Regions from separate parts of the Zea mays genome. Here region 2 is linked to region 1. The links are chromatin contacts, called in public Hi-C maps. All regions are on one chromosome and are shown on one strand. Each heading gives the region's core, a stretch centred on a gene start, on an enhancer-like site or on the middle of the called end of the contact. The rest is flanking DNA. Distances are from core to core; before and after follow the strand shown. Region 1 holds the start of LOC100192014 (protein HOTHEAD). Region 2 holds the start of LOC100382146 (P-loop containing nucleoside triphosphate hydrolase superfamily protein).

Region 1 (3,823 bases), core at 789-3,288:
GGTATGGTCGTTGCTGCTCTAGCATGCATTTGGCTCACTTGGCATTTTCTTTCTGTGTGATTGAGCTGTTTGAAGATTAATGCAAGTGCCTGTACGCTATAGCCTGAGTTCGGATTCACCAGATACATGGATAATTGAATGCTATTGTGGAAAGCGATATGTTGATAGGCGTCTTTTTGTTCTTGCTAAAATTTTTCTGCACCCTGCTAAAATGCAGGGAGTGAGTGATAGTAGCAGATATAGGCCCTGTTTGTTTGGGATTATAATCTATATAGATTATATAATCCAATATAAATAAGCTAGTGAGGAAACAAACAAGCAACTTATCTGATAAGATTATATAATCTAGCACTTGAGATTATGATAATTCTATAAGCTCATCAAAGGGTGCTTATTTCAGCTTATTTTTGATGAAAAACCCACTACCCATGGCAAGTTGATTAAAATTACTTTCAATTGCCATCCACCTATCCATAAGCGTTCTCCCACCAGACAATTAAAACAACCAAGGGTATTATTGTATTTGTATGCATATGAATAATAAGCCGAGTCCAAATAATCTGAGCTAACAAACAACAACACCTAGCTTATTTAATCCAGAGCAAATAATCCAGAGCAAATAATCTAGATTATATAATCTATAAGTTGAAACAAACAGGGCCATAGTGCAGGACGCCAGTAGTCAGGCAGACCTGACCATTTATTATTTCACCCTGTCGCTACCACTGCTCTCTGCTTACCCTAGAACTCGTGCTACAGTCATGAAAGTGACTGGTCTGGTCAGATTGCTGCTAGCTGTATGATTTTGGTTCCAACCTGTGTTCTTCCTGTGTGAATCTAATGCTGCCCATTGTGGGCAATGATAGTAATAAATAAATAAATAAGATAAGAGTGGGTTCATTTTTTTGGGGTAAAAATCTCCCTGTTTTGTCATGCACAGCAGAGCTCAGCTCGGGGGAGCTGTCACACCCACACCCAGCAGTATAGTGCAGAACACATCATGCATCCAATGCATCGCATACCTTGGGCTGGCCCGGCTGTAGAAGCCGGCATTGATGCAGGTCCCACCGCCCAACACCCTCGCCCGGGCATTGATGACGCCGTCGGTGGAGATGAAGGCCTGCGACGGCGAGTCCGGCGCCATGTTCATGAGCCCGATGTGGAAGTTCTGCATGTAGGAGACGTTGCGGTCGCCGTACGGGGAGCCTCCGCGCTCCAGCAGCAGCACCCTGTACCTGTGCGACAGCGTCGCCGCCAGCGGGCACCCCGCGGTGCCGCCGCCGACGATGATGTAGTCGTACGTCGTCGGGCACCCCGCGGGGTAGCTGCTGGCCTTGTGGAAGGGCGGGAGGTTCCTCAGGCTGAATGCTTCTTCCTTGCCTGCGACAGAGGACGAGCAGTTGCACTGTTACCGTTATGTTATGCCTGCGTGATTCTTCGATTTTTTTTTTCTTCCTGCTGTGAGTGTGAGCTACGTAATGAACAGTTTCATCCTATCGGGTTTTTTTCTTGAGTGAGCAAAGCTTGCTTCTGATCTAATTGAGCTTGCGTGCGCTCTTGACATCGTGCCACCCTGGACCTGGGGATGGCATATCAGGCAGGTGCGTATCTTTCTTTCTTATTCTTATTATCTGTTGCTATTTTCTCTTCTTGCTAACCAACAAACAGGCGGTGGTGTGCCACTTCAGCATTCTGAAGCGGTAGTGGCAGAAGCCAACAAACAGGCAACGATGGAGGAAAAAAAAGAACATCAAGCGCAATGCCAGAAGACGAAGGAAGCAAGAAAGCAGAAGCTGCTGGGAAACCAAGAGAAGAATCTTCCATCAGCATGAGTACCTCGGGACAGCTCCAAGAGGAAGAGCAGGCACGCCAGCAGCAGCAGCAGCAGCTTGAACAAGAGCAGAGCTCTGCCGCTCAACGCCATCGGACTGAGCTGAACCTTCAGCAGCGCCCGGCACAGCAAGCAAAAGACGGGAGCTCCTCTCGTTCTCGAGCAGAGAAAGGTGAGCTGCTCGACCTGTCCCCTCCCTTGAACCCTCTGCTCCCCACCTCTCGACCCGGCTAGTGGCGTTGTATTGGAGCTGGTTTATATGTAGCCGGCCGGCCGGCGTGTGTCGTTGGAGGGATTGCAAGCTTGCAGGCCACATCAGATGAGAGTGCTGGCTGAGCCCGAGCCGGCATTGAAGTGGAGCTCACCAGCTGCAGTAAGGGCCATTGAATGCTCGCTGAGGGAGCAGAGCAAGCACTGCCCTGGTACAACCGGGATTTATGGACTTCTTCATCAACCAACCAACCAGCCCTCACAAAGCTGCGGCGATGGTGGCGCCCCCTCCTCCCTCATTTACAAGAATGACAGGCATCTCTCTCTCTCTCCCTCTCTGCGAGTCTGACATTTCTTTATTGGTTTCCGTACCTGTGGCTTCGCCAATTGGTTGGGCCAACGGGTTAATATTGTATTTTTTTATGTTTTTTATTTTTACCTGGCTTGCTCTGTTTGTCTGATGGCACTGCCAGTGCCATCCCATGAGAAGAGAGAGCATGAATGCCAGTAGTACTAGTATGTAGCAGGAAACGTGTGGTGCTGTTTTCATTCAGCACCGGGTGTAGAAAACGTGTCCCTGACATCAGAGAAGAGAGCACCATTCTCAGGAGGGAAGAAAGGTGCGCGGGAAAAATCCCCTGGAAGTTTGCTTACACAGGTCGTCGTGTGCTTCGTCATCTGATATAGTGATATGTATATATTTCAGTTCCATGCAAGCTATAGGACTTCTAGAAGCTGTTGGTAGAGTGGAAACAACTTCGTATGGTGTATTTTATTAGGTTATAGTCGGTAGGATGTATCATAGTAAGATATTCGGACTGCTGCAACTGCATTCCGTAAAGACAAAATACTATAGAAACTAACTATAGCTGGATTAAAGCCACATCGAACAAGTTGTAGGAGTCCTTGTTTTCGGGAAAAAAACCATTTATGGATGCATGCGTTTTAACATCAACATAAAAACCTTGTTTTAACTACCTCCATAAAATATTATTTTTCATATCTACTCATCTTGCGCGAAAGAGGACGCTTGTAGCCGTTACATGCAGCGGAGGAAGTCTGGTGGGATACGTTGAAGACGGAGAGAATTATCGGGGGGTTAGAGTGCCTTTGCTATTCAATGGATGATGTACTCTGCTCGTAGCGGAGTGAAAACACTTATTAAAAAAAAAGCTTAGCAAAACGTTTCCGCGGAGTGTTCTTGAGTTAAAAAAAAAGGTTTTTTAAGCTGATGCTCAGTTTTGCTGTGTCCTCATTTTTACTCGTAGTCATGTTTTTTTTCTCAGTTTTATCTTTCTACTCTATAACACTATAAAACCAATATCTAACAAAAAAAGACATCTGAATATGGATCTAACGGCGCCGTCTTTCTTTCTAACTCTAAACATGTGCACATTTTGACACTAACGGAATGTCAAAGTCTACAATGTTTAATCTGGTAGTAGAGTATTATTTTTGGCAATCCCTAACATGTCTTGGGCTTCGAAATGGTACGCGCGTACTGTTGTTCGAACATGGAATGCAACCTGTCATTAAATACAACTAATTGCATTGATAGACAGTGGCGAAGACGACAATTAAGTGGCATTGAATGTTACATGCTTTCATTTGGTTTAGGGAGCCAAGTGGGCATCATCATCATCATCATCGCCTGTGTACTCATTCGTTCATTCAGATTCGTCGGGCACACTGGGGTTGAGCTCTCCCTGTCCACTCAACTGCTAAGCATCAGCAGCGCCACCATCACCTTCCAGTAGTGTACTTACTCCAGGAAAGCATCAT
Region 2 (3,823 bases), core at 385-2,884, 750 kb after region 1:
TATAGATGCATAGCAAAAGCTATATGCCTAAACAAGCCAAATCAACTTACAGTTAAGAACAAAGGTAAAAGCTTGGAGGAATTCTAAAGTTGGCCATTAACAAATAGAAATGACTTGACAAAATTTTAAATTTCAAGGAGCTCTAATTAATGCATAATTGTTTGTCTAAATACAATGGCATGTCGAAACTTAATAAAAGCATTAGGAACTGCAATTGTACGCAATATGTAACTTGTGCCATTCAGGAGTTTACTTTTCATGGTTTCTAACCTTTGCTGTGTTTGTTCAGGCTACCATGTGTTGGTTCAGCCTACTAGGTCGCTATGAGTCATTCTGGAAGGAGCTTGATGGTGTCAAGCAGGTATGGAAGAACAGGAAGGACCTCACAGTGAGGACCTTGGGATTGCGATTTTATTCGAGGGATCGGAGAGGTGTGGACTTATTGGTTCATCAGTGAGGTCTTGCCGACCCTACGAACAAGGAGACACAAAAGGGGTAAGTGAGGAGCCGACGCGACCAAGCAAGCAAATGAACGAATAGACAAAACAAAACAAGAGATAGAGAGACTGGGGGTCTTGAAAGGGACAGGGAGCTGGCCGCACATGCTATCGTCGACGATGACAACTTTGAGGAGCATTCACATGCGCGTCGCCATGGGCGCGGGCGCCAGATCTGGGTCCGCAGACATGGGCATAATTGGACCAGAGCATGTGGACGAAGAGCGGAGGAACGATGAAGAGTAGAGGGTCTCTGCGTTCAGGCAAACCTGCTAAGTCGCCAACCAACTCGTCGTCCTGTGCCGCCGCGTCCTCGTCGTCCGGGCGTCGGTTGTGGAGGTGGGCATCGGAGGCGGGGCGTGTGCATCGCGCGTGGGGCAGATGTGTCAATGTTGTTTGGGCAGAGACGAAGACGAGCGAGGCGATGGTGGAAGCGAAGGCGAGAGAGGCGGGCGGGCATCGGAGGCGGGACACGGGCATCGCGTGAAGGTGGGCAGCGATGTTTTGGAATGCTCGTATAGGAAGCGAGTGCGGATGCATGGATGGCGGCGGCGGTGCTAGGTCTAGGAAACAACGAGGATGAGGAGGGGGGAGGGGAGAGGACAGGGAATGTTGGCGGATCAGGGATAGACGGACGGTGTGGATTTGATGTATATGGACGCACAATATGGATTTATGGGAGGCAGAACCAGAGAAGATAGGTTACTCTTTGCAACCTTAATATAGTAGTATAGATGTATCCATACCCTCGTAATAAAAATAGACAGAAATAGTTTTCATCTATGAGTCTCGTGTTCTTCTGTGTGTTGGATTGCTGAAGAAGGGAGCGGACTTCTACGACTTCTCGTATCTTATTGCTGTCGGGAGGGTTCATGTTCATAGTCTGCATTAGGTCTGTGCAGAAGCATCTTCAAATGACCGGTAGTTTACAAGCAGCCCAATACGAAACAAATATCGGAGCCACGTAAAACTAGAAATTGTCAGAGGACCGCCGAGCGCGGATCTAAGGATTCGCGATTATGATAGCAGTACTGAATGAAAGCCCAGTGTAAACGGCCCACGTTAACTTCATCACAAGGCAAAAGCCCAAAATGTTGGCTCCTTTTCGAACTTACGTCGAACACCTTGGAGGTTCCTGTCCTCTCGTATCGAACACCTGAAACCCACCGCCCGCCGATCACGAAGCGGCGGCGGCACAGCAAGATGCTATCCCGCGCGCGGCGCCTCCACCCCGCCGTTCGCCGATTCCTCCTCCCAAACACGCCTGCACCCTCCCGTCATCCTCCGCTCCCTCCTCAACACAGCGCTTCCGCCAAAACCTCTAAACCCTTCTCGATTCTCTTCCGCCGCCACCTCTGCTCCTCACCACCGGCAACGCCACCGCCAACATCACCGCCTCCAGCGGTGGTATCTTCTGACCTTCCGGCTGTCCACGTCAATGAAGTTTGCCCAGGATGCGGGATCGCCATGCAATCCTCGGACCCCGAGCTCCCGGGGTTCTTCTTGCTCCCCTCCGCAAAATCCCCCAACTACCGCGCGCGCCTCGCGCCTGTCACCGCCGACGACACCCGAATCTCCGCCTCCCTCAAGTCTGGTCACCTCCGGGAGGATATACAGCCGTCGGGTGGCGACAAGCCGGCCGCGGCGGCGGCTGAGATGGCGGAGGCCAAGGGAGAAGGCAAGGTTTTGGTGTGCGCGCGATGCCACTCACTGCGCCACTACGGCCGCGTCAAGCACCCGGACGCCGAGCGCCTCCTCCCGGACTTCGACTTCGTTGCCGCCGTCGGCCCGCGCCTCGCGTCGCCTTCCGGGGCCAGGTCGCTCGTGCTGCTCCTGGCGGACGCCTCTGACTTCGATGGGTCGTTCCCGCGCGCCGTCGCGCGATTGGTTGCCGCAGCCGGCGAGGCCCATCGCGCGGACTGGAAGCACGGGGCCCCGGCCAACCTCCCACGCGCGTTGCTCGTGGTCACCAAGCTCGACCTGCTCCCCACGCCATCGCTGTCCCCCGACGATGTGCATGCGTGGGCGCACTCTCGCGCTCGCGCCGGTGCGGGTGCCGACCTTCGGCTCGCTGGGGTGCACTTGGTTAGCGCCACGCGCGGATGGGGCGTCCGCGACCTGCTCGAACATGTGCGCGAGCTCGCGGGGACGCGCGGCAATGTCTGGGCCGTGGGTGCGCGGAATGTTGGCAAGTCAACGCTCCTCAATGCGATTGCCAGATGCTGTGGCATAGTCGGGCGACCGACCTTGACGGAGGCTCCAGTTCCGGGAACGACCCTTGACGTGATTAAGCTTGACGGCGTTCTTGGCGCTCAAGCAAAGCTGTTTGACACTCCTGGTCTTCTCCATGGGCATCAGTTGACATCTAGACTGACGAGCGAGGAGATGAAGTTGGTTCAAGTGAGGAAGGAGATGAGTCCCAGAACTTACAGAATAAAGGTCGCATCTATTTTCCTGGTCTTGATATATTCTCTAATGATATGTGTCAATATGTCCAATGGTCTGGCTGCTTCCCATCTTCTCAAGTTCCTTGTGAAAATTACAGCATCTGGCTGCAACTGGGTTTAATCTGTAAAATGTCTACTCAAATATCTTACTGCAGTTTTTGCAAAGCTGAACTTAGCAGTTCTTTGGTTTTGAATTGGACTAGGTAATGGACAAATCATGAAGTTTATGAATTCTCAGTTATTAGGTTGTGATCTGCTTGACTAACATTGTTGATTTGATCTTAAGTTGTTTAGAGCATCATTAGATAAAGAGTTAAATGTATGGTAGGCCCTTGAACTTGTGAGGATGTCACTTAGGTCCACAAACTATCAAAATGCATTTTTGGCATCCTAAATTCCTAACATTGCTTAAGTGTGCGACTTAGGTCCATAACGGTTCGGAAGGTGGGTTTTGGCCTACATGGCTTCGCCAGTGTCGCAGTGACTGTCGTTGCGCATGTAAGGAGCGTGTGAGGTTGGTTTGTACCATGGAAATAACCAGAGAAGACCCTCTTCTTCCTTTCTTTTTGTTTCTGTGGTCCAAGATGGTGGAGTAGAAATGAAGGGAAGAAGAGGGTATCTTTGCTTATTTTCATGGCCAAACCAACCTCATGCTCTCACCTTGTGCGCAGCGACACAGTTGGTGCCATGCTGGCAACGGCATGTAGACCGAAACCTACCTTCAGTACCGTTATGGACCAAAGTGGCACACTTAAACAACACTAGGATGCTAGAAATGCATTTGTCACCCACACTGGCAATGACACGTAGCCAAAACCTAGCTTCCAAACCGTTATGGACCTAAGTGACACACTTAAACAATATTAGGGTGCCAAAAAT

The links. Hi-C and Micro-C count contacts between places; a contact is called where the count stands out from the background.
Region 2: a contact with region 1 is called in a Hi-C map of ear, with 3 times the contacts expected there. The contact joins the promoter of LOC100382146 here to the promoter of LOC100192014 in region 1. A contact is called at or near these places in 2 of 25 Hi-C or Micro-C datasets (ear and leaf).

Annotation. Positions count from the first base shown.
Region 1 is chr7:103,136,578-103,140,400 of Zm-B73-REFERENCE-NAM-5.0, forward strand. LOC100192014 (protein HOTHEAD) reads right to left here and starts at 2,039. Exons shown (of 6, transcript NM_001137438.1): 1 at 1,837-2,039; 2 at 1,023-1,380. The coding sequence starts at 1,924.
Region 2 is chr7:103,883,640-103,887,462 of Zm-B73-REFERENCE-NAM-5.0, forward strand. LOC100382146 (P-loop containing nucleoside triphosphate hydrolase superfamily protein) reads left to right here and starts at 1,635. Exons shown (of 3, transcript NM_001174906.1): 1 at 1,635-2,936. The coding sequence starts at 1,701.